Regions from separate parts of the Mus musculus genome. Here all the other regions are linked to region 5. Evidence: chromatin contacts called from public promoter capture Hi-C data. All regions are on one chromosome and are shown on one strand. Each heading gives the region's core, a stretch centred on a gene start, on an enhancer-like site or on the middle of the called end of the contact. The rest is flanking DNA. Distances are from core to core; before and after follow the strand shown. Region 1 holds the start of Kpnb1 (karyopherin (importin) beta 1). Region 2 holds the start of Tbkbp1 (TBK1 binding protein 1). Region 3 holds the start of Ttc25 (tetratricopeptide repeat domain 25). Region 4 holds the start of Acly (ATP citrate lyase). Region 5 holds the start of Rapgefl1 (Rap guanine nucleotide exchange factor (GEF)-like 1). Region 6 holds the start of Cnp (2',3'-cyclic nucleotide 3' phosphodiesterase). Region 7 overlaps Klhl11 (kelch-like 11).

Region 1 (3,892 bases), core at 84-2,583, 1.6 Mb after region 5:
CACACAATTAAAAAACCCCACGAGGCTATGACTTTAAGTGTTTCAGAGAACACTAAATCCCAAGTTTCCAAAGTGTGGCTAGTGTAGGGCAATTTCTTTACACCTTAAAAACAATACAATTTACATGCTATTTTGACCCATATGCTCCTAATCCCCCCATGACTTGCAGCTGGGTATCCAAATGAGGGGAGGGGAATGTTAAGCAACTATATGCAACGTATTTTTATCTTGTTTGTTGTATTTGTTTTTTGTTTTTGAAACAAGATCTCAGACTGTAGTTCAGGCTTCGGGATACTGAGATGGCAGGTGTGTCGCTACAGCTCGTCAATGCACACGTTCTTTATATAATACTACACAGATCTTGTAAACGAAGTCTGGACATCAAAGCTTTATGGGAACTGCTAAGTGGTCTAAGGACGCGCCTCCGCGAAACTTTGTTAACAGTCCAGGGCCCCGACGGGGTCTCCAAGGGCAATTAGGGGCGCCTGAAGCCAGCTCTGCTCGAGTCTGGAATGGGCTGTGTGACCTTGGACAGGCTCCACTCTCTCTCTGGGCTTCAGTTTGCAAATCCGCACGTTGGAAGGTGAACCACGTGGTTCTCATGGTCCGGTTCCGCACAGAGCGCGGCAGCAAGCCGACCTCACCATGAAGGCAGCTTCCTGTGGGCGCGGCGCAGGACTTTAACGGTTCCCGTCCCCGCCCCCTCCGAGGCCCGCGAAAGGCTCGCTTTCCGTACACCGCGGCGAGTGACGGCTCTCCGTAGCGCGCAGTCCGAGCCACTCGCGCGCAGCTCCGCCCCACCCCGGAGGCGTCCCGTCGTGCTCCGCGCCAGACTCCTAAGAGCCTGGGCGCCTCCCGCCTTTCCGCGCGGCGGCGACCCCGAACTCCTCGCTTCAGTTCTCCCGGCGCCCCGTCCTATCAACGTCCAGGATCCCAGCCAATCCGACGCGCCTGGAGCCTTTACCTTCCGCCCACCCTTCTCCCCGCGCACAGCCGGGCTGAGCCCGAAGGCCTTTACCGGGCCAGCCCAATCAGCGGCGCGCTCTTACCTGCCCCACCCCAGAGCCCCTCCCCTCGACCAATAAGCACGCCCCATCCCGCTGCCCGCCCAGCCAACCGGACCTTGAAGCCCGCAGGCCAATGGGCGCGTGGCGGCCCTTCAACGCTAGCCGTCCGGCCAATCGGGGGTTCCGCGTGGCCCCGGCCGTAGCCAATCGCTGGGCAGCGCGGTGCCGCCGCGGAGAGGTCCGGCAAGGATATCCCTCCGCCTCCCTCCCTCGATCTCTCTCCCTCCCTGCGATCCGCCTCTCACTCACTCACTGCCGCCCTTCCTTTCTCCCTCCGCCGCCCGAGCAGCAGCCGCGCTCCGAGCTGCCCCCGGGGTCCCTCCCCCGCCGCCAGAGGAGCAGCTGCTGCCGCCTAGCACATTAGGAGGGCGGAAGGAAGGAAGGAGAGCGGGGAGGAAGGGGAGCCGGAGCGCCTGGCCAGAGGCAGCCGGTGAATGGGCTTGTGGTGACCCCCACCCCCCACCCCACCCTCCCTTCCCACCCGACCCCCAACCCCCATCCCCAGTCGGAGCCGCCGCCCGACAGGCCGGGCCGCCGTCTTGCGAGGAGTCCCCGCCGCCGTCACCTCCGCCATGGAGCTCATAACCATCCTCGAGAAGACCGTGTCTCCGGGTAGGACTCGGGGCCGGGGGGTCGGGCCGAGGTGACCGGGGTGGGGGAGGGGGTGGCCCCTCTGACCCCGCTGCCTCTCCCCCCATCTCTCCCGGCAGATCGGCTGGAGCTGGAAGCGGCGCAGAAGTTCCTCGAGCGTGCGGCCGTGGAGAATCTGGTGCGTGCCGCCCCGCCGCGCCCCATCCCGCCGCGTCCCCATCCCTGCGTGCGGCCCTTCCCGCCCTCCTGGAGGCCCAGGCCTCAGGAACCCACCCCGCCCCAGCTCGTCCCCCTACCCCCCCGCCCGGCCCAACCTAACCCCGCCATCGGGAAGCCGGTGGGTGTGTCCCGCCCCGAGCCCCGCGTCTGGCCAATAGCGAGGCGCGCCGGGGTGATCGCCGTCCAATCGCCACGCGGCCTGAGGGCGGCGGTGCTGCGGGAGGGAGAAAGAGGGAGGGAAGGGAAGTTAGGTTGCATGGCGCTGCGTGTTCAGCAAGGGTGGGGGTTGGGGAGCCGGGCCTAGGGGCCATGTGGAAGCTCTGCGCCCTGCCGCCTGCCTTGTACTGGCTGCGGCCGGCCTCTCCTTCCTGTCCCCTGGTTTTGAGGCAGTATGCAACTACTTCCCAGAGCCCTACCCTTCCCCAGCTCCCTTGGTCTGTGCTCATGGCCACGCCTGGCACCCGACCACCTCTGGACCCATTGCCACAATTTTTTTCTTTTTCTTGCCCATTATTATCCCATTCCTGGTCTAAGTGCACGAATGTTCTGTTTGGACTTAGGTTTTCAGAGAACTCATCTTTAAGGATCTCAGGCTGAGGCTCATTTCTGAGATTGAGCCTATTCTCTGATAAATCACAAATGTAACCCCGTTTTTCATACTTTCGGATTTAAGAAGTACATTTGAGAAAAGAAAAAGTGACTGACTTTTGTATAGGAAAATGTGGGATTATTGAAGCAGCCTATTGCCAGAATGTTTCTCCTCTCCTTTTTGGGGGAAGGGGAGGGAAGCGTGGATGATATGGAAAGTCTCTTTAAAGGTAGGAAGTTTTAAAAAGTGAAAAAAAACATTGTAACCCAATGTCCTTTGTGAGAGCTTTGCAAAATAGTAACATCCATACAGCGACATATCTGATTTGTACTGACCACTTTTGGTGGAGAGGTAAGCGACTTGTGTTAAGGTTTTTTTATCTCACACCTTTCCAAGCATTTCCTTTTTAGTGTAGACTGAGAATTCTGCTCATAGTATATTCTTGGTTTTGCTTTTGCTACTTTGCAAGAAGCCCTTTTTCCTGCTCCTAACTCTTCAGTGGCACAGAATAGAAATTGGAGAATTGTGTTCTGAGCCTACTGTAGAGTTTGCTTACATTGAGAATTATCTCCTGTGTTTGAAGAGTTTGCTAACACTAAAAAAAGTGTCTACTTTGGCCTTCTATAACATTCCTGATTGGACAGATTACGTACAGGCCCACCCCCCTGTGTGTGCCTCTGTATGCTCAGAAAGAGGAAGGGGGGTGTTATAGATGATTATCTTTTGGACCTGTATTTCAAAACATAGATTTTTGGATGATTCATTGTTAGTTCACATTAGGTCCAAAACACCATAGGCTCCCTGGTATGTTCTGCTTCTAAATGAAGCCAGTTTTTTTTTTTTTTTCCCCTCTCTCTTTTTTTTTTTTTTTTTTTTGGGCGGGGGGGAGTCAAGACAGGATTTCTCTATATAGCCCTGACTATCCTGGAACTCACTTTCTGTAGACCAGACTGGTCTCCCAACTCTGAAATCCACCTGCCTCTGCCTCCTAAGTGCTGGGATGAAACCAATTTCTCTTGACAATTCATCATTCACATTGTCATATTCTTTCAATTTCTGAAAACTAGTTAACACTTTGGCTTACAGATCCCTTTTGTTGAACATGCAGAACTAAAACACGGAGGACTCGGTCTTACATGTATGTTAGACTGGCACACATATGTTAGAAAGGATGCCTTACATGAGATCACAGGGCTGTCCTGATGTTTTTGAACAAGATTTTTTTTTTTTTAATATACTTTTCAAGAATTCTTTTCGTTGAGCTGATTTGCAGTACTGGACATTGTTGTACATGCTTGGAGAAAGTTGTCACTAGGATTGCCGTGTCACCAGGCATCGACTTGCCTTTAATTCTGGGGAGATATTTATTAGACTTGGGCTCAAAACATGTTCTTGATAGGAGGAATCTGTTTCTTCATATAGCAGG
Region 2 (3,826 bases), core at 1,134-3,633, 1.7 Mb after region 5:
CTTCCCTAGCCTATGCCTGGCCTGCAGAGTTTGCATCTCCCTCCCTCACAAGGCAAGGGCCCTCGAGCTTTGCTCTGGCGATCTCCCAGCAGAGTCAGGCTGGCTTTGCCTCTGTCCACGGTTCTTAATCCACCAGGGAACGAAAATGACTCATTAACATCTCCCCGGCACTTGCAGGGCACCTTGGCGTCTGATCTCTATTCTTTCCCCCTTGGGGTGGCCTGTCCGGAACGATCTCCTGTCTAAGTCAGAGGTGAAGTAACTTGCCCAAGGTCACACACAGTGGGAACGTGGCAAAAAGACTTATCTTCTGCCTGGCAGTTTGGCAGGTGCTCAAATCTTTGTGTAAAGGGCGAGGTATGGTGTTTCTTCATCTTTCTGGCCTCTGGGAGTGTCTTTAAAGGGCTTGGAAGGGATGTCCGTCTTCCCAAATGAACATTTTATCTCCTTAGTTCACGCTCACTTTCAAAGTTAGATTTAACTCTAATGTCTCTGTGTTCAAATAGATAGATTACTTCGATGCCCCTTCCTACGAGAGCAAAGAGTACATAGTCTAGTGATGTTTCTTCTCCGAAGACCAATAAAAAAATAAAAATATTTCCCCCAAATAAACAGCTCCACTTCTTTCCAAAATGTGCAACCCCAAGTCCTGCCCCGAGGCGCCCCAGCACACGGTCCGCAGACACTGCGCCGGTCGGCGGGGAGGGGAGGCCGCACGGCGGGGAGCTGGTGGGCGCCCGGCGCGCTGCCAGCCTCAGCCGGACCGCACCGCGGGGGCCGCCGCCCCTCGCCACGTGGTGGTGGCAACCGCGGGGTCCCGGGCGCCGGTCCAGCTGGAGAGACCCGGAGCAGCCGGGGAGGAGGAGGCGGAGGAGACGGCGGCGGCGGCGGCGGAGGAGGAGCGGGGCGGGCGAGCGGGAGGGAGGGGGCCGGGAGGGGAGGGGAGGGGGTGGGGAGAGACCCGGCGGCGGCGGCAGGGCGCGGAGCGGCGCGCGGTGCCAGGGGGTGGGGGCGCTGGGGCCCGTCAGGGGAGGGAGCCGGCGGAGGGGTGCGCTGCGACTGCGAGCAGGAGCCCGCGGCAGCCGTGAGTGCGGGCCGGGGCCCGGGCTGGGGGAGGGGGAGGGGCGCGGCGGGCCGGGGCGGCTTGGGGCGCGGGAGGCCGGGGCCCGGGCGCGGGTGGGCGGGCGCTGCGCCCGGGAGCAGAGTGGGGAAGGGTCCTGCGCCGCTGCCCGCAGCCTCCGGCCTGCGGGGCGGCTGCCGCTCAGTAGCCCGCCCGGAGCCCGGCCGCGGTGGGGGAGGGGGCTGCGCGGTCTCGGCCCCACAGAGGGGAGGGGCGACAGTTTCTGTCCGCCGAGCCCGAGGGGGTTTAAAGAGCCGCTCTTAAAGGGGCCGCCGGAGGGGCCAGGCGGGGACGGGCGCCCCCTCCCCAGTAGCCTGCGCGGGCGCTCGGCGCGCGGCCCCAGGATGCGGAGGAAGGCAGCTCGGGTCGCACGGCCGGGGTGTGTGGGGACACGGAGTCCTCGAGAGTGGGGGTGATGGCCGGAGATCGTGGGCAGGGATGGGGGTGGGGTGTGTAGTGAGCTCTGGTCGGCAGAGTAGGGGGAGGGGTGGCGTGGGCAAGAGAGGGTTAAAGGTGGGGCCAGCCCTTCAAACACGCGCACACGCTCCTTACTCAGACCTGTCACACGCGTCTGTCGCTCCGGCACTTAGCCGAGGCTGGGGGATGGGGGACCCGAGGCCTGCACTGTCGGAACTCGCGCCTTCGGACCGAGCCCCCTCGCCGGAGCGCACACACGCTCCAGCGCGCGCACACACCTCGGACATTCCCATAGTGCCTCACGTGACACTCGGCCCGAACGTGCCCACCCTACCCACACGCTCACGCACGCGTGCTCACACGCGCGCGCGCGCACACACACGTACACACACACACATACACAACCTCTGGTCACTCCCGAACTCCGCGCTGACCCCGGTCCTCCGCCCCGCAAAAGCACTCATTGACGGCGGCACACCTACACTCATTCACAGACACACACTCCCCCCCACATGGCAGCCACAGCCACACATTCATAAACAAGGGCCCGGAGATGTACACACGCACCCCCTCGCTGCCTACTCGTTTTGGGAGCCCTGAGTCATTCCTGCCCCCCTCCCAGGGCTCCCCATTTCCCTGAGTGCAGGCACAATAGGACAAGCTGGAGTCTCCCTTAATGGTCTCGGTTCTCCTAGGCCCCCTTGCCCAGTTTGCTGCCTCTGACACTCAGCCAAGGACTTCCTGTAGGTCTGCGCCTGGACGGTTGCCACAGCCCCGGCGCACTTGGGGAGGCACTTCCTTTTCCTGAACTCTGGGATCCTGCGGGAGGAAGTTGGGCGGGGGCCACAGAGGCCAGGCTGCCTAGCGGGACTAGCCTTCCTTAGGAGCAGGCGACAGAGGCCTGGGATGGGAATCTTGGCGGCTGTCGAGGTACTTGGGGAAAAGGGAGGTCTGGGGAGGAGACCAAGCCGAGTAGTCTAGGCAGGTTCTGGGCTGTGCCAATGCTGGGACAGCAGCCCTCCCTCCCATCTGTCCACAGGTCTCTCCTCCCTGCCCCTGATCCTTGGTCCTGTTTATCAGTTGTCCCCCACTCCACTCATGACGTCTATCTGGTTCCATTTCCTTCTATAAGCAGTCACAGCAGGGGATAGGGCAGAAACTTGAGAGAGAAGAGAGAGAGAGAGTTAGTTGTGAGATCTGTCTCTTGGCTGAAGCTCCCCAGCTACCACAGGTTCCTCAGACCAGCATGGAAGAGTTGGGAACAAAGAGCAGGTGGTCCTCTTTACTCTGTTCCTGCACTCTCAGGAGGCCCAGGGTGGGCTGAAGCCCTTACCATGGAGTCCATGTTTGAAGATGACATCAGCATCCTGACCCAAGAGGCCTTGGGGCCCAGTGAGGTGTGGCTGGATGGTCCTGGAGACCCGTCCCTGGGAGGGGACATGTGTTCTGCCTCCCACTTTGCCCTCATCACAGCCTACGGAGACATCAAGGAAAGGCTAGGAGGCCTGGAGAGGGAGAATGCCACCCTCCGCCGTCGCCTCAAAGTCTATGAGATCAAGGTCAGAACCTAGATGTGATGGCGAGCTGAGCTTGTAGTTGCCTGCAAGGGCAGGAGGGTCCCAAGAGGTGGCCAGCACTGGAGGCTGCCTGGTCCCTGAAGAAGTGGCTGCCTTGGGGATGAGGAGCTCTGCTCCTGCAGCCAATCTCAGGGGTGGAGGAGGAGCCCAGCTTTGGAGTGGTGGGTCCCATTGGAGGGGGCGGGGAGAGGCGCCTGTGAAGCTGGCAGTGGGGTTGGGGGACAGAGCGGTCCTGGGATGGGAAGCCAGGCTTCTCAGAGGACGACCCTCCCACAGTATCCGCTGATCACTGATTTTGGAGAGGAGCATGGCTTCCCTCTGTATGAACTCAAGGATGGCTCCCTGCTGGAGGTGGAGAAGGTCAGTCTGCAGCAACGACTCAACCAATTCCAACACGAGGTAAGCCCTTGCTTCGCTTCCCAGCCAACCCCACTCCCTTAGCCTCCTGCTTCCCTCACTTTGCCCTCAACCCCGCCCTGCCCCCGCCTTCCCTAAATCAGCTTCAGCGCTTCCTGTTTCTATTGGGAATAGGGTTGGGGAGGTTGGGAGCCCCCTCTGCTCCCTGTCAAGGCTGGTCCTGACCCTGGCACACCTCTCCGGGCCTACCCAGTTGCAGAAGAGTAAGGAGCAGGAGGAGCAGCTCGGGGAGATGATCCAGGCTTACGAGAAACTGTGCGTGGAGAAAAGCGACTTGGAGACAGAGCTGGGGGAG
Region 3 (4,038 bases), core at 1,209-3,708, 1.7 Mb before region 5:
GGATTGGTTAGTGGGCTGACACTCCGTTTAAGGGTTTGCTTTAATTTGGTTCTTTGGAAACAGTTTTGCCAGTTTAGCTCAGGCGTGTCTTGAACTCACTATGTAGCCCTGGCCAGCCCCAAACTCAAAATCCTCCTGTCTCAGCACCCTGAATATTGGGATTTACAAGTACCACCATGCCCCGATGCTATGCCAAGTAGAGCTGGGTGTGGTGGTGCACGCCTTCAGTTCTCAGGTGTGTACTGAGGAGGCAGAGGCGGGAGGATCTCTGAGTTCGAAATAACCCAGTCTACAGAGCAAATTCCAGGATGGTCAGGGCTATACAGAGAAGTCCCGTCTTGAGAAAGGAAGGAAGAAAGAAGGAAGGAAGAAAGGAAGGAAGGAAGGAAGGAAGGAAGGAAGGAAGGAAGGAAGGAAGGAAGGAGGCTATGGGCTCCTCATGTTACTCAGAAGAAGAGCAACTGGCAAGCATGTGGGGTCGGAGCACCAGCACCCCAAAAGAAAAGTATAGTTTCTAGCAAAGGAAATGGTTATTCTGTTCTGGAGGCAGGATCTCCAGTATTCCACGCTGGCCCTGACCTTGCTAAGTAGCCATAGATGATCTTAAATCTCTGTTCCTTCTCTCTCTCTACCTGCCAGCTGCTGGGACTGAAAGTGTGGGACAACACACTCAAAAGCAGGATCAAACCAGGGCTTCATGCACACAAGGCAAACACTCTACCCAGCTAAGCACTGTCTCCAGCCCTGCAAAGGAAAAGGTTATCAGAACACCTTGCAGTCTGGAGGTTGGCACCCCAGGCAACTGGAGTCTGAATGCTTGGCTCACAGGATCCTTCCTCCACTACTCCAGCTAGTTCAGTGCAGTGACCTTGGGCATGTTACCTAACTTTTATATTCACTTCCTCATATATACAAAGAAAACAATAGTAACCCCTTCCGCTCCCCGACATCCTAGACGGACACACACTGCTTAGAGCAGTGAGTCTAATATCCTAAAACGACTCCCAATCCCTGTAGGGTACAATGGTGTAATTTTCAATAAGGTTACTACAGTACGCCCTAACTTCACCGACAACTTTCTTACAGGCAAGCCTGTGCCAAAGACTTCTACATTTAGCTTCTTGGGCAATCTGTGGCTAAGGATGGGAGACTGAATTTATCAAGAGAAAGGTAATCATGAAACATTTAATGATTGGTCACATTATGTCTCCAACTGGCAGGCATTAGTGAGAAACTATAAGAGAAAATGGCAAAAGTCAGGGTTTATGTGTGACAGTGGCATATCATGGGAACCAGGAGTATGATATCCACAAAATGGACCTCAGGGCTGCTGGTGATGAAAAAAAAATGGTAATTGGGTGGGACTGGAGATTTTTTAGCAGCTAAGAACACTAACTGACTGACTGCCTGCTCTTCCAGAGGACCCAGGTTCAAGTCCCAGCACCTACATGGCAGCTCACACCCCTCAGTCCATTTCCACACTCTAAGAGGGAAGTATGCATGTGGTCCATGCATGCTGGCAAAACACCCATCACATACAAATATTTTTCTTTAAGTGGTGAAGTGTGTGTGTGTGTGTGGTGGGGGGTGGTATCGTGTTGATTTATTGGTTAACAGCACTTACTATTCCTGTAGAGGACCCAGATCTGGATCCCAGCACCCATTTGGTGCTACATAACTGCCTGTAACTCCAGTTCCAAGGGATCCAGTTCCCTCTTCTGGCTTCCAAAAGTACCAGGCATGCATGTGGTATACATACACACAAATCTTTCATCAACAACACAATGGTGGTGGGTCCAGGTAGCAAGCTGGGGTTCCATCATTCCAGAGGCCAACTGCAAGATAGGGAGTTGGCCTCCAGAGGACATAAGGAGGGCACCTTCCTTTCAAATCATAAGTTGGGAATGAGGGTGCACATTGGAAGTCATCTCTCAGGAAGTAGGGGTAGTTCGAGACCACCCTGGTCTACAGAACAAGTGTCTATCTCAAAAGAGGAGCGGAGGCGGGGAGGAGGTTGAGAGAGGAAAGAAGAGAAAAAAAGAAGAGGGGAGAGGAGAAGGAAGGGGAAGGGAAAGAAGAAGGGGAGGAGGAAGAGAGGGAAAGGGAGGAGGGGAAAAGAGGAAGGCAACACAGTAATAGGATCAAAGCGCAACTCACGTTGGTAAAGCTTTGAATGGCCTTAGTGAACTCCCCGCACAGATAAAGCCTCTCCCCCTCTGCCATGTAAGAGGGAAAAGTGCTTCTTAAGATATCACCGTCCGACATGGTCACCCTACTTTTGGAAATTCTGAAGCAGATTCAGAAAGGAAAAGAGGCTGGAGAATCGCCGGCTTGTTTTGGGACAGCCCGGTCTCTTAGCAACCTAGAGAGATAGTCTAACTTCCGGTCCCTCCCCTCCCCTCCCCTGGCGGTGTTAGGCCTCCGGGTGAGCCCGCCCAGCGTGCTCATGCGCCTGTGTCGCCACGCTGCGCACACCGGTCAGACAAGTGCTGAGCGCGTGGCCGGCGGCTGCAGGACGCTGGCGCTCCAGAGTGATCGCTGTTTGCTTGTAGGTTGCTTCTCCCCTCCAGTTGCCACGTGGAAAGCCTCGCAGACAAAGCAAGCCAAGAAAATGAGAATTGGAGGCAAAATTCCAAGTAGGATTAAGGCTTAAGCACTCCAGGTCCCATTAGGAAGGAGAGAGAATTTTGGAACCGGAGTCAGAGGGCTTGGGCAGCCTTCTCTCTTGTCACTTCTTAGCTGCGTGATCCTTGACCAAGCACATTAGGGAACTGAAAAGTACGCGTTCTACCTGCCAAATGAACAGGAAAATAATAGAGCCCTCAGGGACGTGAGGATTTGCATGAGAATGCAATGGAAAGTGTGATGGGTTTAGCTTTCAATGTCACATAGTTATGGAACACTTGCTAATAGCAAGTCTAAACTAAGGTCTAGCCTGACATAATTCTGCAGCCATTCAGGAGTAATGGCTGTGGGGATAACTCAGTTGGTAAAGCGCATGCTAAGCATGCAGCTCTCTGTTTCAGTTCCCCCAACCCTGGTACAGCCCAGTGTGATGGCACCATCTTGTATTAGCCAGCCCTGGAGAGACAGAAAGACATGCATTCCTGAAGTGTCCCCTGGCATCTACATTCACATGTGCACAAGCACACACATGTTCACACACACACACACACACACACACACCACACAGACACAGCAGTACCTCTAAGTACCCATAATATCTTAGATAGCTAGCTCAGTTAACTGCCTCAACTATATTGGTTTTTTAAAACAGTCTTGGAGTTATACATGATTTTGAGCCACCACTTGGGTGCTAGGAGTTAAACCTGGGTCTTCTGCAAGAGCACCAGTGCTCTTAATCCCTGAGCCATCTCTCCAGCCCAGAATCTTGTCTTAAACTGTCTTTCCAGAATTCAGCTGAGCCAGGCTTGGTGGCCTGGGTCTTTAATTTTCTTACTCCAGAGACAGAGGTAGGAGGTTGGTTGTGAGATACAGGCTTTCTGGTCTCCATAACAAGTTCCAGGCCAGCCCTGGCTACACAGCGAGTTTCAAACACAAAAACAGAAACAGGATCCAGCTTAATGGGCATGTATTAGGAACAGAATCCAGCACACAGTAGGAGCAAAGCAAACCGTTTTCAGTCTCTAAAAAAGATGTCCTTACTGGCAAATGTATAAACACAAATGAGCACAACATCTGTAATTCTAGCACTTGAGAGACTGAAGCAGGATTGCCACAAGTTCAAGGCAGCCTCAGTTACATAGTGAGGTGAAGGCCAGCCCAAGTAACAGGGGAGTCTCTGTCTCAAGCCACCATAACTGATTACTTGGGAAAATGTGGTAAAGTCAGAGACTTTCATTAGTGCCAATACCCTTGTTGGTTGTTGATGTTGTTGTTCTTTTGTTTTGTTTTGTTTTGTTTTTCGAGACAGGGTTTCTCTGTGTAGCCCTGGCTGTCCTGGAACTCACTCTGTAGACCAGGCTGATCTCCAACTCAGAAATCTGCCTGCCTCTGTCTCCCAAGTGCTGGGATTAA
Region 4 (3,695 bases), core at 83-2,582, 1.7 Mb before region 5:
AGACGTCATCAAGGAGCACACGCTAGCCAGGAGTGGTGGCACGCCTTTAATCAGGAGGCAGAGGCAGGCGGATTTCTGAGTTCGAGGCCAGCCTGGTCTACAAAATGAGTTCCAGGACAGCCAGGGCTACACAGAGAAACCCTGTCTCGTAAAAAACAAAACAACAACAACAAAAAAAAAACCCAAACAAACAAAAAAAGGAGCACACGCTGGTCAAGAATGGGTGTTACAAGTTCAGCCATCCAAAGACTGGCCGAAAAGGGCCTGGGAGTGGGGGGCCTTGGGAAAGTGTTTGCCCAGGAGAGTGTTGCAACATTGTTGCAGGGAGCTTTTGACCCAGGGTTTTTTGCCAGGGGCACAGCCATGCAGATTCTCTGCACCCTGGGCTGACGCATCACCTGAGCTGATTAAAGGATGATTCTGGCCTCCTTCCTAGAGCTGGAAAATTGTTAGTTTCTGGGTCCATCTGGGAAGACATACTGGGACTAGGGGACAAGCAAGAGAGGCTTCCACTCCAGGGAAGCAGTGAATTCCTGATTTCCAGGACCTTATGATTTATCTATTCTGCCCCAGAAGTTCTCGGGTACCTGTTAGACTGGGCGCTCCAGTTTTGGGTTTGGAAAATATGTTCTATCTTTCGCAAGTAACAGAAAAGAGGAGGTTGTTCATTGCTTTCGGTGTCTTAGTTTGAGGTTGGGGGAGGGAGCAAGAGGTTGGGCAGGGATGGCCCCAGTCCTAAGTTTTAATCTCAGATAAATGATCAGCTCCGCCCAGATCCGCGCTCAGGTGAGCCTGTAAGAGGACTCGCGTTGGGACTGGCGTCCTTCTGGCCTCACTAGTTTACCCCTTCCTCCAATCTATGTCCTAGGTCGGACAGTCTGATTGTGTAGCGTGGTCGTGTAGACTGGCTCTGGTAAATTCCCTGGGGAGGGTTCCAGGAGCGGAGAGGCGACACGTGTGAAAGGAAAGCAGACGTAGCTTTTCAAAAGCAGGTCTAACGCACTGGGTTTGGTGTGGCGGCTTACAAGAGCCTGGGATAAGAACGTCAGTTGCTCTCCTGGGAGGGAGGAAGAGGACGCCAGGTCCAGGGAGAAGTGCTATAGCCTTTTGGGCCAACAACCCCCTCCCTCAGCTACCCAACCCGGCGGCTGGCCGGCCCAGCCCCTGAAACGATCAGGCCACAGCCCCCAGCCTCGTAGGTTCTCCTCCTAGAGCCGCCCGGCCCATCTCCCCATCCTAGGCCCCGCCCACGGCCCCGCCCACGTCCGGGACTACAAGTCCCATCAGCCCCAGGTCAGGCCTGAGGGCGGGGCCACCACAGCAGCGAATGGGGAGGAGCCTAGAGCTCAGGCTAGGGAACGCGTGTGCCCAATCGCCGGGCTGCTTAGCCTGTGAGCTGATGGGGGGCGGGGAGGAGCCCACTTGGGCCGGAACAAAAGCCGGATCCCCGGCTGCTGCAGGCGGCTGGAGCGATCCGAAGAGTTGGGGTGAGCTGGTGCTTACGGACAGAGAGCCACACTCAGGCTTTCTCGAAGAGGTGAGTACGGCAGTCGTAGGCGCGGGTGCGACCCCCCAGTACCCACTAAGCTTCCTGCTTCCCTCCCCCAACCCGGAACCACCTCCGGGCTCCCTGGCTGGGCGCTCCCGCGCGCTCCCTGCACCTGCTCGGAAGTTTTGTGCGGGTCTAAGCTTTATAGTAGTCTTCTCCCCAGCCGCGGGCCGCATGTCTACACCCTCCCAATCCTATTCTAGTTCCTGGGAGTTTGCACATTGCTTGCCACCGACCTTACTTCTCCCTCCTCCGGATTGCCTTTGCGCGTCCTGCTTCTTCTCAGCTCCACCCAGGGCCAGCTCTCGAGTCTAGTCGGGCTTTTTTTGGGACACTTTTTTGGGCCCCATTCGGGTTCCCCACCGGATGCCGGGGCGGGTAGTAGAGATGGCGGTGGCTACTCTCTCCACGCCGGCCGCTCGCAAGCCGGACTCAAGCAGGCCTGTCCTGTTAGTTCTGTGGTGAATCCCTTAAGCTCTATGTCGAAGTGTAGGGAGCGGGCCCTGGCCACGCGGGGTCGTGCTGCTTCAGAGTGCCTGAGGCCTTGCTGCGAGGACTTGGCTCCGGAGCGACGGCGCTGGATGGGCTCTCCCTGCTAAGGAGCTCCCTACTGGTGTAGCCCCCAAACAACAGATGGTCGGAGTGCTCAGGAGTCTGGATGAGACAAGCACCTAGGGTGTGTGTATGTGCGCGGGCGCGCGTGTGTGCAAAGGATGCTACCTACCTCTACCTCCTGTCAGGCCTGGCAGAGGTCTGGTCCCCAAAGCTTGCTGCTTTCTTCAGTCTTGAAATTCTGCTATGAGGGATCCCTCCTGACATAATTTTGGAAAGGACAGCATAAGGCACTTTAGTCTGCCAGCCAACCCTGTCTGTCCCCGCTTTAACTTTGCTCAGCATGTCGGGTTTCTTTACTATCGAGAGATAACTGTCCTGGAAAGATCATTTCCACCTCTTAGAAAGCTGCTTAAACGCTCCCCTCTGCGGGGGGGGGGGGCAGTAAAAGGAGGCCTTGAAGACAGAGTAGCTGCTGTTTTTAATCTCTATTTAGACACTGTCTGCTGTAGCAGGGAATACTCGGAAGAGTTCTGTCCGTTCCTTTGCTATAGGGGATTGCTTGCTTGTCATCCCCTCCCCCTCCCCAGCCCTTAAAGTGAGAGTGTTTTGTCGACCCTCCTCAGTGGGTCCCAGAGGAGTCTTCTTTAAAAGCAGGCTTCATTCATTCACCCTTCCCTCTGGGCTGCTCCTGGGGCCTCAGTGAGTGAATTCAGTCCTCAGGCAGTCACTGTAGAAAATAGCCCATTCAATTCAAAAGATCCCTTTCTTGGAGAGAGATAGAGACAGACAAAGACAGAGAGAATGTGAGTGTGTGTGTCCATATATCTAAGTGTATAGGTGCGTGTGCGTGTTGGAACCTTGGGCATGGTTCCCACTAAGAGTTTGCAGGTTATTGTTAACAGGTAACAGTTTGTTGGGGGAGTGGGCGCTCAGCTCTGCTGTGAAACCATCCATCACGAATTTGACAGCGTGATCAGCCGCTGAGAAAGGCTTTGGGGTGTGTGTGTGTGGGAGGGGGGTGTCCTCCAATCCCAGATTCTGATGTACTTTTGTCACATTGTTCCTAATAACGGAAGTTTTCACATGTTTGAGTAAGCGCATACTTACTTCCCTCACGGTTTTCAGGCTTTTTAGATTCTGAAAGAACCTCACCGATCCATTGCTGTTGAGAGCAGGGAATTGATGAGTGAAGTTTTGATTGATCTCTCCTGGGGCCTCCCAGGATGTATGAGCTGCCCTGCTGAGAGACCAGGCCCTTCCACCAGTTAGTCTAAGAGTCCTTTGTCTCAGCCTTTCCAGCCAAGCCGCAGTGCTCTGGTGGCACATCTTGTTTTGGTAAACTGGCAAACCGTTCCTGTATCATCTCCCTATTTTTTTTTTTTTCCTCCTGACCAGAGACACCCCTTCACCCACCTCATGGTGATCTGAGACTTAAGAAAATTGTGATTTCCTTCAGTTGCCTAAGGTTGTGTTGTCTCCTTCATCCTTCCCTTAGCTGGGTCTTGGGTCTGTTTTGGGAGGTACTAAATTCTGGGGACTGTGGTCAGTCTTCTGTCAACTGGTTTATGCGTAGGCATAGGCTTGGCCCAGG
Region 5 (4,062 bases), core at 1,328-3,827:
TGAGGCCCGGAGCCAGATGAACTTAGAATGCTGTGTTCTCAACTCAATACAGGGGCAAGCAGAGTATGGGGGTGGGGGGGGGGGCCTAGTACCTACTGGCCACAAGGGGCTGCCTAGACCTTTGAAGGAGCTCTGGCTAGGTGAGGAGAGCCCTCACTAAGCATTTGTCGCCTCCCATGCAGCCTGGGCAGAAATCAAGAGGCTTGATAACGTGGCTTATATTAAAAATATTGGAGTGGCAGTTTAAATGGGGAGGATTCCCAAACTAGTTACTCTGGAGATTTAGCCTGTCGGGCCAGATAATATGGGTGACAAATGGGGAGTCTTAACCCAGGGGAAACTGGACAATCCGCTGTCCAAACTGGACAGCCTCTCTTTCCCTTTCTACCCAGCTACCCAGCTATGTTCTGAGAGTCAGTCAGAAGGGTCCCCAGCCCTCACGCCCAGCTCCAGGTTTGGGGCCTCGGCATAAAGAGGCCTGACATCCTTCCTCGCATCTTTCTCTCACTAGAGTGTGAATGTTAAAATGGGAGTAAAGGACAAGGAACGCGGGCAGAGTGGAGAGATGCTGATACGGGGGCTCCAGTTTGGCATCTGTTTCTTCCAAAGTAGGCTCCGGTCCAACGCACAGCCTCCCTGGGGAATGTGTCATAGAGACACAGGGTGTGTGGTGTAGGCGGGAAGTTATGGTTAAGAGAGCTGTGTGTGTCTGATATTTTTCTAATTAAATCCAAAAGGTGTCAGCTCCCCAGGGCAACTGCAGCCTGAGCCAAAAGAGGGGACCCCGACCTTCAGGACAAAAATGGAGTAGAGGGTGACACTCCACTCCTAGAGCCAGAATGCCTTGCAGAGAAGGAAGGGTAACTCCTAACACCCTCCTCTTTAGGGTCTCAAGCTTGGTCTCTCAACCCTAAGCCCCTTCTGGGTTTAGTGGAGTGCCTAGTTAGATCTAAAGACCCTGATATCTCTACATCTATTCCAACTAGCGATGTGGGGGCCTACGTTCCTCAGAAGCCCTTTAATAGGGTGCTGGCATTCTCATAGTGGGTGAAATGGCATCATCTCAGGCTTCTCAGGGTGTGGTTATTATTTTTTTAAAAAAGGCCCTCTGCTGAGGCATGGCATGGGAAGGGTGGGTGCTACGGAGGCCCAAAGCCTTCTGGATGCTGCAGTCTCCTGGTATCTTCCCTTAGAGACCTTCGAATTCATCCCCAATAAAAGCAGCCGAGTTCTGTGACTATCCACATGGCCCCACCAAGTGAGGCGCTCCTACACAGCCAGGGACTCCTGTCAGCGGTTTTCAGGCCTCAGCTATGGTCTGGAGGGCAGCGTACAACCTCAGCGGGAAAGCGTCCACCTTAGGGTGTCAGGCCCTAATTTAGGGGCGTGGGAGGAGGTAGGCAGTATCAAGGGCTCGTGGGAGACTGGCTTAAATAGCCGAGAGAGAGGGAGGGTAGTTGAAGGAGAGAGATGGTTTCCCTTCTTCCCCTAGAATGAAGCTAATGTGGGGAGGAAGGTGGGTGCGCATTACCATGCCCCTTCCCCTACATTACTTCGGGCTTCCCCTCATCCTCTACACCAACACTGAGGACAAGAAAAAACAATCAGGGAGCATCCCCCGGGCCAATCCCTCACCTCCCACCCCCAACCCCGTGCTCTCTTGCTCTGGGATGGATGAGCAGGCTTACCTGAGGCGCTGCTGTCCCTGGTGGTCCCTCCAGCCAGGCGCTCCAGAACCCGGTTCAGAAGATGCTCTGGCCGCTCGGGGGCGCCCAGGGGGGCCCAGGGTGGTGAAGCCAGGGGTTCGCCGGGGGATAGCTCATCTGAGGAGTACGAGGAAGGAGAGCGCAGGGGCACCCCAGATCCTATCGGCCCAGGCCCGGGAACCTCCTCTAGCTGCAGCCAACAGGGCCCCCCACTGCCCGGCTCCTCAGAGACCCCTAATGGCTCTCCCCCTTCCTCCTCAACGGGCGGCTCCAGCCCGGGCTCGGTTGGGGGCTCTCGGAGGAAAGCTGGGAGCAGCAGGCGAGACACGCTCTGACGCCGCTGCAGTGGCCGCAGTCCCCCGGCCGGACCGCCGCCCCCACCAGGGCCCCCACCCCCTCCAGGCCCTCCGCAGCAACCCGGACCCCCGCCGGGACCTCCAGTCACCGCTCGCCCCGCCAGCTGAGACGTCTGCTTCTTCAAAAATTTCTCCAGTGGCTTCATGCCCCCCCCCCCGCCCCTCTCTTAGGGGCCGCCGGGGGACCCAGGTGTCCCAGGCGCGGGCGGGGGGAGGCGGGGACACGATGCTCAGAGCCGGGGGAGCAGAGCCGAGGGCCGTGCCAGGCGTCGGACTGCGAGCGAGAGGTGGCCGAGCCTCGCTGGCCAGAGTCCAGTGGCCAGTGGCCGGGGGAGGTGCCAGAGGGAAGAGGAGCTCGCTCTCAGCGGCCCCCCATGCCGGCTGCGGCCGAAGGGTTGGCAGGCTGAGGGGCTGGTGTCCCCGTCTCAGCGCTCCGGGGCCGGGCTGAGGCGACAGAGGCAGCGGGCGGAGCGCAAGGCTGAGGACGCGGCGGCGGCTGCGCTCCTGGCCCCGGGGAAGGTGGCAGAATTGAGACCGCGCCCCCTCCTCCAGTCCCCGCCCCTACCCTGCTTAGGCCCGCCCCCGCCCGGCCGCGCGAGGCTTGAACTTGGGCTCTGGCGCTGACCGCGAGGAAAATTAGGACTTGGGTTTCTGACAGTCGCAGAAGGGCAAAGGCGAGGGAGAGATCTACCAAAGCAGAGGACTCCTGGCTCTTGATTACCGGGTCTCTTTTGAGCATTTCAAATAACCAGGGCATATGTTTGACCTTGGCACGCCTACCTGTGCACAGGTGAGGCTTATAAAGACTGCTGAACTCTTTGCATCTTTCCCACAATTTTATTTGGTCATTATCTTCCACCTGTTGAGAAGGGCTGGGACGGCGTCTTGGGTAAACTGGTATTGGCACTGGGGGCGGTACCCATATTCCTTTCTGATAGGGTTTAGGGGGTGGTGCAGGGCCGCCCTGTAAGGCAAGTACTGGCAAGTAGGAAAGAGCCAGGCAGAGGCCAGCAGGTTGTGGCAGGTCTAATTGGGGTGAAAAGAGATAGTAGACTGAAAGAGACGACCAAAAGCACAAGGGCATCTTAGCCCAGGTGGTAGCGAAGGGAAGCAAGACTGAAGAGATGTGTAAGTCCCCAAACTGCCAACTATCATCCATCACCTAGCACATTAGTGTATATAGCCATAGAATGGGAGAAATATTGCCCTTACTCCTGGTGGCTACGCCAGAGCATTCTGTCTCCCAGGGTACACTCCACTAGGATGGGGCTGTAGAGACAGTGTGAACACATCCAGGCTTGGTATACATGGTGAAGGAGTGGCACCGGGTTCCTGGTGGGCTGGTGTTCCTTGGGCAAAGTCCCACCCCTGTTTACTGTGCCTCAGCAAGGCATGGATGGACAGGAATGCTAAGAGCTGGGAGTGGTGAAACTGACAGGGTGTGTACTACACTTGTGTTGCTGTCGGTGCAAACTCAGTTCCATGTGTGCTAGAGCATGTGTTCACAGAAATAAAGCTCTGCACACCCATCTGGGGATTTGGAGAGGGAACAAAAAAAAAAAAAAAAAGAAAAAGAAAAAGAAAAAGAAAAAAAAAAGCTCCGATTTTGCTATGAAGCTGGATCTGAGCATTGGTTTCCTGGACAGCCTTAATTGGACACTCGGCCTCTCTTAAGGTTGGAAGTAGGAACTGGCCAGAGTGGCTTAGAGCTCCCCAGGTAACCTTTTAGGAACCAAGAAGAGGGGAGGGCTTCTCTTCTGCACATGCCACAGTTACCAGATTAAGCCGGTTGCCTTGGTAACCTCTTCTCTGGGCAGGATTTGGGATTGTCGGTTAGGAAGGGTGAAAAATTGGGGAGTGTGAAGGGTGTGGGAGCTGGAAATAAAAAGGGACCGAGAGACTTCTAGAAACTAAATGCTTGGGGAATCGGACTCTAGACCCTTCCAGTTACAGAAAGTGGCAGTCACTACATTCAAGACCTTGAATCAGAAGCAAAGGAA
Region 6 (3,812 bases), core at 503-3,002, 1.7 Mb before region 5:
CACGCTGTCTTGGGCTCCACCAGCACCACCTGGTACTGATACTGGTCTGCCATTTCAAAAAGCTGATCCAGCCGCTCCCGCTCGTGGTTGGTATCATCAAGCACAAGAACCCTGATGTCCCGGCGGCAGTAGCCAGCCAGGTCCTCGTCTAGACGCTTGTACGCCTCGGAGAAGTCTGCCCGAGAGCCAGGGATGATCTTGTAAGCATCAGCGGACACCATCTTGGTGCCGTCGTGGTACTTCTCCAGGATGAGCCGAGCCAGTGTGGACTTGCCGCTGCCCGGCAGGCCGCGCAGGATGAATAGCGTCTTGCACTCGTGGAGGGTAGCCACCGTGTCCTCATCTTGAAGGAAAGGGAACTGCAGCTCTGGCTTCTCCTTTGCTCCTGAGGATGACATTTTCCTGAAGAAGAGCTTGGGCAGGAATGTGTGGCTTTTGCGGGTAAAGCTTGTGTTCTGTGTAAGAAGGGAGGAGGAGATGTCAGCCCCGGCTCCTCAAAGCCAGCCCGCAAGCACCACACCCTAGTCTCTGGCCGAGTTCTCCCAGAGGGGGACCGCTTGTCAGTTGAGGAATCCCCAAGCCTAACTTAAAGCACCCTTGAATGGTGGATGCTTTCCCCGGAGGGGAATGGTGGATTTTCTTCCTCGCAGTAGATCCTTCAGTATCTTCAACAGCTGGGTTGTAAGGTAGAGGGAATCTTTCTGAAGCTACCTAACCTCTTAGTCTCTGGCTCCAAGGATCACTCTCTGCTCCCCCTCAGAACACCTTGGTGACAGGGCACGCAAGGGCAGCAAGTGCCTGTGGCTCCCTGTCAGCCCTAACTTATATATTCTTGGCACCTCTTAAGGATGTCCTGTTTGGAGGCCTGGGGCTCTATGTATGGGCAAAGCCACAGCTGCCTTGGCTCTCTTGAGTGTGCAGAGGAGGGTGAGGGCAGGGGAGGGTGACCCAAAGACCGCCTCCCTCCACCCAACAATGGCACCAACAGATAATACTCTCTTGTCTGGGTATAGGGGGACAATGGTCCCACAGAGGGCTGGTGGGGGGCAGGGCAGGAGGGCACTGGACAAAGGGCATATTCACAACCACCTCCTCCTCTGCTCTCTCAGTGCGCCCCCTCCCCCAATCTGTAGGATTAGGGCACAGGGCACCTGTATTCAGAGATCTGTGCCCCCTATTCTGCTGTGTGTTAGCAGCACCTCTCTGACAAAAACAAGACATAGCGGTTTCAGTTGTCATCTACAACGGCTTCCGCCCCTGAGAATTTAGCTGGCTTCTGGCTTCTCTATAGCCTTGTGCAGGAACCCACTCCCAGCGCGGGCTCCACAACAGCCCTGCACTCTCTGGTGCTACCCAGACCCATTTGCCAGCTGGTGTCGCCAAGGAGCATCGACTTTCACTTCCCTGCGGCGATATTTCCTTCTCCAAAGACACTAAGACTCCCCCAAAATATCCCCGCTCGCGCCCCTTGCCTTAGGGCTGCCTTGGAGGACCCAGAGGCAACTTCAACTCCGGAACCTGGTGTCCTCATTTGCAAACTACTTCTGCCCATGCATCCCCAAGAATCTCGCTTTCAGTTAGCCTCTCTCCCGCCCCGGCCCCCACGCACGCGCTGCGCTCACCATGATGAGTGGGCGCACCGCCGTCACCGCCTTTGCGGGTACTATGTCTCCGGGGCCGCCCGCCTGCGTGAGGGACACGGGCGTCTCCGGGTGTCCGGGGCCCCCCCACGCAGGGTCCCTTTCATAGCCTGGGGGCGGGGCGCGCGGACAGGGCGGGGTCAGCCCGAGCCTCTGCGCACGCGCCCCCGGGGAATGGAAACCTGAGTGCCAGGAAGCAGCGGTCTGAGCCTTGGCAGAAAGTAAAAGCACACCTGGACTCTCAATGCCAAGAAAGAGTCCGCCACGCCACCTCTTTGTTCCTTAAAAGTTAAAGTTTAACTTTTTCCCTTCTCTGAGACAGGAACTCACTATGTAGCCCTGACTGTCCTGGAACTCACCATGTAGATCAGGCTGGCCTGGTACAGAGATCTGCCTGCCTCTGCCTCCCAAGTGCTTGGATTAAAGACATCACCAGGAGAGAGATGAACTCTTAAAACAGGAGGCAGTTGCCTTTCCTGGGTTCCCAGGCAGGCTGGGATGAAATGGGTGCAGTCAGATAGTTTAAAATTTTGAAACAGGCTCATAGACCTTATCACAACTGACATGTGAAGGAAGTACCATTCAGGCCACGAAACCAGGCCGATAGGCATCACCGCCTCCTAAAACAAAAACAAAGACCTAATTCATCAAAGTCCATAATTCTGGGAAAGGCCCTAAATGTCCTAACCTTGATTTTTGGCTCCTATAGTCTGCTTCTGACTTAGGTGTGTCAACACAGGATGTGGTTTTTATGATTAAAAGCCTACCCTGAGAAAAGTGCTGGGTGGTGGTGGCACACACCTTTAATCCCAGCACTTGGAAGGCAGAGGCAGGTGGATTTCTGAGTTCAAGGCCAGCCTGGTCTACAGGGTGAGTTCCAGGACAGCCAGGTCTACACAGAGAAACCCTGTCTCAGGAAAAAAAAAAAAAAAAAAAAAAAAGTCTAGTGAAGGGGCTGAGGGGCTGGCTAATAAAGACTTTCTATTGGCTTCCGCTTGGGTCTAAGCAGTCTTCTTTGCTGGATATCCCCCAAAAAAGGTTTGTTTTAAAGATGAATCTCATGTAACCCAGGCTAAGTTCAAACTCTCTATGTAACAAAGGGTGACCTTGAACTTCTTATCCTCTTGCTGGAAATTCATACATACAAGAACATGTCAGCTGTTTAAGATGCTGGGGTTCCTGCAAGCTAGGCAAGTGCATCCTAGCTTCGAGGACGTGGTGACATTGTTCACTTTCACTTTTTTCTTTAATCCCAGCACTTGGGAGGCAGAGGCAAGCAGATCTCAGTGAGTTCCAGGCCAGCCTGATCTGCAGAGTGAGTTCCAGGACAGCCAGGCCTACAGAGAGACACCCTGTCTCAACAAAACAAAACAAAACAAACGGATATATAATTATATATAATTTCTCAGGAGCAGTTGAGATATAGCTTTGTTAACATGGCCACGTTACCCTGAGTTGAACTTCTAGGCCATGAATGATAGAAAACCAACTCCCTCGACTTGTTCTTCTCTGACAGCCACAGGCAGGTAGTAGGTGTGTAGGTCCGCACACATAAATGCACACAAAAATAAATTAAAATGTACTTTTTATTTCTTTGAGAGATCTCTCTGTCCAGCTCTGGCTATCCTGGAATTCACTGTGTAGACCAGGCTGGCCTCAAACTCACAGAGATCCGGCTGCCTCTGCCTCCCTGATGCTGGGACTAACAATGTGTACCACCACTGCCTGGCTTAATAGATGAGTTTTATTTTATGTGTATTGGTGTTTCGCCTGCATATGTGTCTATGTGGGGGTTTAGAACCTTCTGGAACTAGAGTTATAGACAGGTGTGAGCTGCCATGTGGTTGCTGGGAATTGAACTCAGGTCCTCTTAAAGAGCAGCCCTTGCTCTTAGCCTCTGCGCTATCTCTCCGGCCTCATTTAAAATGTAATTTTAAAAAGACATGATTTAAAATACTTTTATCTAGGGACTGGGACTATAGCTTGGTGTTAGAAGACTTGTCTAGTAGGCACAAGTTCCTGGACTTGACCTGGGGATAAGTTTGGGGACCAAAGTCATTCTGCCTTTGAATTGCCTCTCACTTGACTGGAATCCTGGCTTCATCCAGCCTAAGTCATCTTTATCCCTGCTTCTGGACCACATGGCAAAGGCCTTGCATGATGGTTTGTATA
Region 7 (3,849 bases), core at 841-3,340, 1.6 Mb before region 5:
TTAGAACTACCACTAAGCTATCCTTCCAGCTCCCTTTTCTCATTTTCTAAAATTTTGAAAAGGGTCTCACTAAGTTTCCCAGGTAGGCCCTTACCCTGTGATTCTGCTGTCTCAGTCTCCTGAGTATTAGCATGAGAGGCGCATGCCTGTAAATGTATTACTGTGTGTCTATGATATATAGGGTACCACAGTGCACATCTGGAGGTAAGAGGAGAATTTTGTGACATGAGTTTCTCTTCCACCTCAACATGGGTCCTAGGGATGTAAAATCTCTAGGCTTTTTCTGGCAAGTGCCTTTACCCACTGAGCCATCTGCATAGAGAGACCTATTTCAAACCCTCCCTCCTAAAAATACTTTCCCGCATACTGTTTGCTAATTTGCAGAGGGAGGGTAGTCTTTTTCCAGGCTTGTGTTTATAAGATTAATCCTACCATTTTAATTTGTATAATTCAGGTACACATACAACTATATAACATATATATTCCAAAATCAATCTTTTCTCTTTTTTCTTGATTCTAGATTCTTATTAATTCGTTTAAAAGAATTCTGTGGAGAATTTCTCAAGAAAAAACTTCATCTCTCGAATTGTGTGGCCATTCATAGCTTAGCCCACATGTATACCCTGAGCCAGCTTGCTCTGAAAGCTGCAGATATGATACGGAGAAATTTCTATAAAGTCATTCAGGATGAGGAATTTTACACTTTACCTTTCCATCTCATTCGGGACTGGCTTTCGGACTTGGAAATCACTGTGGATTCTGAAGAGGTTCTTTTTGAAACAGTTTTGAAGTGGGTTCAGAGAAATGCAGAAGAGAGAGAGAGATACTTTGAAGAGCTTTTTAAATTGCTCAGATTGTCCCAGATGAAACCCACCTACCTTACACGGCATGTCAAACCAGAGCGGCTAGTGGCCAATAATGAAGTTTGTGTCAAGCTGGTGGCAGAAGCAGTGGAGAGGCATGCGCTCAGAGCAGAGAATATACAGTCTGGCACATTGCAGCAGCCCACTTCACAAGTCTCACTGTTACCTCGCTATGGACAAAACATGGACGTAATCATGGTTATCGGAGGAGTGTCGGAAGGAGGAGACTACTTAAGTGAATGTGTGGGATATTTTGTTGATGAGGATAGGTGGGTCAATCTGCCCCACATTCATAACCACCTTGATGGACATGCCGTCGCAATTACAGAGTCCTACGTGTATGTTGCTGGCTCCATGGAACCAGGGTTTGCTAAAACTGTGGAAAGATACAACCCAAACCTGAATACATGGGAACATGTTTGTAGTCTGATGACCAGAAAGCACTCTTTTGGGCTAACAGAAGTCAAAGGGAAGCTGTATAGCATTGGAGGACACGGCAATTTTAGCCCTGGCTTTAAAGACGTGACTGTTTACAATCCCGAGCTTGATAAATGGCACAACTTAGAGTCAGCACCAAAGATTCTGCGAGATGTCAAAGCATTAGCCATTGAGGACCGGTTTGTGTACATTGCTGCCCGCACGCCCGTGGACCGGGACACTGAGGATGGACTGAAGGCTGTAATTACTTGCTATGATACAGAGACTCGACAGTGGCAAGATGTGGAATCTTTACCGCTTATTGACAATTACTGTTTTTTCCAGATGTCTGTGGTCAATTCAAACTTTTATCAGACAGCATCATGCTGTCCCAAGAGTTACTCCTTAGAAAATGAAGAAGCAGTAAGAAAAATTGCCGGTCAGGTGTCTGATGAGATCCTTGAAAGCTTGCCTCCAGAAGTCCTAAGCATCGAAGGAGCAGCCATTTGCTATTACAGAGATGATGTCTTCATTATTGGAGGCTGGAAAAACAGTGATGATATTGACAAACAGTACAGGAAAGAGGCCTACCGATACTGTGCTGAGAGAAAGAGGTGGATGCTCCTTCCTCCAATGCCTCAGCCCCGCTGCAGGGCCACTGCTTGCCATGTCAGGATCCCTTACCGGTACTTACATGGCACACAGAGATACCCCATGCCTCAAAATTTAATGTGGCAGAAGGACCGCATCCGACAGATGCAAGAGATACATCGGCACGCCCTGAACATGCGGAGAGTGCCAAGTTCCCAGATTGAATGCTGAGCTCACCAGCGTTTGCAGCTGAAAACTGTTCTCCCTGTTCTGTGAGGCGGGGATGCCTGGACTGTTACTTGGAAAAGTATGTCAATGACTTATTTTCTACTTGGACTTATTACCCTATATACAAGAAGTATAGTTAAAAAACAAATAGAAACTCAGTTCAATGTGGTAATTTTTGTTAGGTTGCAGTCCTGACTTTGGTTTGTGTTTGTGTGCTGGTAAATAAGATCTTATTAAAGAGAAGTGGGGGAAAGCAGGTCTAGTTACTTGGCCTTTTTTCTGCCAACCACTAACTCCTTTGTCTTAGGGACTTACGTGGGGCTCTAAGCACCAGTGTTATTTGCACATTTACTTTGATGCTCCTTTAAGTTTTTTATGGATTGTTTGTTTTCAGTGATACCAATTTATGCGTTAAGCTCTCATCTGTAGGAGAGACGTGTGCAATAGTGAAACTGGATCTGAAGGTAAAGCACAATGTTTCAGCAAGGATGATCTCAGAATGGAGCCCTGATGCTTTGCTGTATCTGCAAATGCTGGTTTTGTTCATTGGAAAGGGTGACAATGAGAAGTTTGTGAGTGGCACGTCCTCTGGTTTGTTTGGTTTCTTTCACAGCTGTTTATAGACTTGAAGCCATCATCCTGAGATGATAGTTGGGAAGGTATTAATGTTTACCTGGTTGTCTAGTTGTCTAAAGAGGGAGTTACACAGGTGAAGAGAAGTGCTCAGTGTAGCTGAGAAAGCAAATGAACAAACATTTGAAACACTTTGAATGGTTGTGTTGATGAGGATGCAGTGTGCCGTGACAATCAACACAGGATGCCTTCAGTTTGTTTTTTGCTCCGCTGAATATTATATAGACTCTTCATCATTTCTTTCTACAAGTAAAGCTTTCAAATGGCAAGGAAGTAACCGTTTAGAAAATACCGCTAAGAGAAGCCATGTTATTTCTGGCCCCTGATTGTTATATTTTACCTAGTTGCCCTAGACTTCTACTGGAACTTAGAGCCTAGAATATCAAATCTGAGTACATAGTTTTGGCTTTTAAAATTTTAAGGCTTTGACATACCACATTTAACAGGAAACTATCAAAATGTTACATAATCAATTCAATGTCATCTTGCAGAAAAGGTTTTTAGTATGTACATATTTTTATTGCATTCCCTAAAGTCTTTTTTTTTTTTTTTTTTTTTTTTTTGAGACATGGTCTCACTATGTAGCCTTGGTTGGCCTGGAACTCACTAGGTAGATCAGGCTTTGGCCATATATAGATCCTGAGGGACAAGCTTCCAAGGACCAAGAAGCAGTTTCAGCAGCAGCTGTTTCTACTCCCTCCAGTTCTCTGCTTTTGTTGAGCTGTGACAATGATGTTGGACATTCACTTCCTCTAATTCTTTATATTTATTATTGTTTTCTAGAGCTGCTATTTTATAGTTCATGTTCATGATCTTTTAATTTTTCAGTTGGATTAGGAATATCTTTGCGCCCCATTCTCTCTTAGTATCTGCATTCTTTGTTGCATATGGCATTGGAGGATTAACCATTTTCTTTTGAGCCTTGTATAGGTTGACATATTGCTTTTGCACTGTTTTTGATAATAAATTCCTACTCAGTACATTGGATTTTTTTGTTCATATGTAGATACTTGGAATATACAATTTCCCATTTTTCTAATCTGGATCTAATTTGTACTTAGTCTCTGAACTCCCTTGTGCGGGGCTTTAGACTTGGCACTCTCACCCTTAAGCTTTT

Evidence for each region. Promoter capture Hi-C pulls out the DNA fragments that hold promoters and counts their contacts.
Region 1: a contact with region 5 is called in a promoter capture Hi-C map of pre-B cells, with 9 times the contacts expected there. The contact joins the promoter of Kpnb1 here to the promoter of Rapgefl1 in region 5. A contact is called at or near these places in 2 of 39 promoter capture datasets (liver and pre-B cells).
Region 2: a contact with region 5 is called in a promoter capture Hi-C map of liver, with 5 times the contacts expected there. The contact joins the promoter of Tbkbp1 here to the promoter of Rapgefl1 in region 5. A contact is called at or near these places in 2 of 39 promoter capture datasets (liver and pre-B cells).
Region 3: a promoter capture Hi-C map of pre-B cells shows a contact between it and region 5, with 5 times the contacts expected there. The contact joins the promoter of Ttc25 here to the promoter of Rapgefl1 in region 5. A contact is called at or near these places in 6 of 39 promoter capture datasets (the 3T3-L1 cell line, cranial neural crest, hippocampal neurons and 2 more).
Region 4: a promoter capture Hi-C map of second pharyngeal arch cranial neural crest shows a contact between it and region 5, with 7 times the contacts expected there. The contact joins the promoter of Acly here to the promoter of Rapgefl1 in region 5. A contact is called at or near these places in 4 of 39 promoter capture datasets (cranial neural crest, hippocampal neurons, pre-B cells and 1 more).
Region 6: a contact with region 5 is called in a promoter capture Hi-C map of hippocampal neurons, with 12 times the contacts expected there. The contact joins the promoter of Cnp here to the promoter of Rapgefl1 in region 5. A contact is called at or near these places in 4 of 39 promoter capture datasets (the C10 cell line, cranial neural crest, hippocampal neurons and 1 more).
Region 7: a contact with region 5 is called in a promoter capture Hi-C map of hippocampal neurons, with 7 times the contacts expected there. The contact joins the enhancer-like site here to the promoter of Rapgefl1 in region 5. A contact is called at or near these places in 8 of 39 promoter capture datasets (cranial neural crest, embryonic stem cells, hematopoietic stem and progenitor cells and 5 more).

What each region holds. Positions count from the first base shown.
Region 1 is chr11:97,185,333-97,189,224 of GRCm38.p6, reverse strand. It overlaps Kpnb1 (karyopherin (importin) beta 1), which reads left to right and starts at 1,333. Exons shown (of 22, transcript NM_008379.3): 1 at 1,333-1,679; 2 at 1,778-1,836. The coding sequence starts at 1,640.
Region 2 is chr11:97,148,632-97,152,457 of GRCm38.p6, reverse strand. It overlaps Tbkbp1 (TBK1 binding protein 1), which reads left to right and starts at 2,383. Exons shown (of 10, transcript NM_001372531.1): 1 at 2,383-2,467; 2 at 2,843-3,096; 3 at 3,391-3,513; 4 at 3,725-3,826. The coding sequence starts at 2,872.
Region 3 is chr11:100,544,028-100,548,065 of GRCm38.p6, reverse strand. It overlaps Ttc25 (tetratricopeptide repeat domain 25), which reads right to left and starts at 2,458. Exons shown (of 12, transcript NM_028918.3): 1 at 2,158-2,458. The coding sequence starts at 2,265.
Region 4 is chr11:100,525,637-100,529,331 of GRCm38.p6, reverse strand. It overlaps Acly (ATP citrate lyase), which reads left to right and starts at 1,332. Exons shown (of 28, transcript NM_134037.3): 1 at 1,332-1,537.
Region 5 is chr11:98,835,300-98,839,361 of GRCm38.p6, reverse strand. Rapgefl1 (Rap guanine nucleotide exchange factor (GEF)-like 1) reads right to left here and starts at 2,577. Exons shown (of 15, transcript NM_001080925.1): 1 at 1,689-2,577. The coding sequence starts at 2,208.
Region 6 is chr11:100,572,879-100,576,690 of GRCm38.p6, reverse strand. It overlaps Cnp (2',3'-cyclic nucleotide 3' phosphodiesterase), which reads right to left and starts at 1,752. Exons shown (of 4, transcript NM_009923.2): 1 at 1,623-1,752; 2 at 1-455. The coding sequence starts at 1,625.
Region 7 is chr11:100,461,117-100,464,965 of GRCm38.p6, reverse strand. It overlaps Klhl11 (kelch-like 11), which reads left to right. Exons shown (of 2, transcript NM_172565.2): 2 at 521-2,354. The coding sequence ends at 2,102. Among named protein-coding and RNA genes, the nearest start is that of Klhl11, 9.7 kb to the left of the region's middle. Within about 2 kb of position 2,090, at least 10 of the 459 cell types and tissues checked have an H3K27ac peak or open chromatin away from gene starts, as enhancers often do. A contact at or near this core is called in hippocampal neurons, where this site is marked.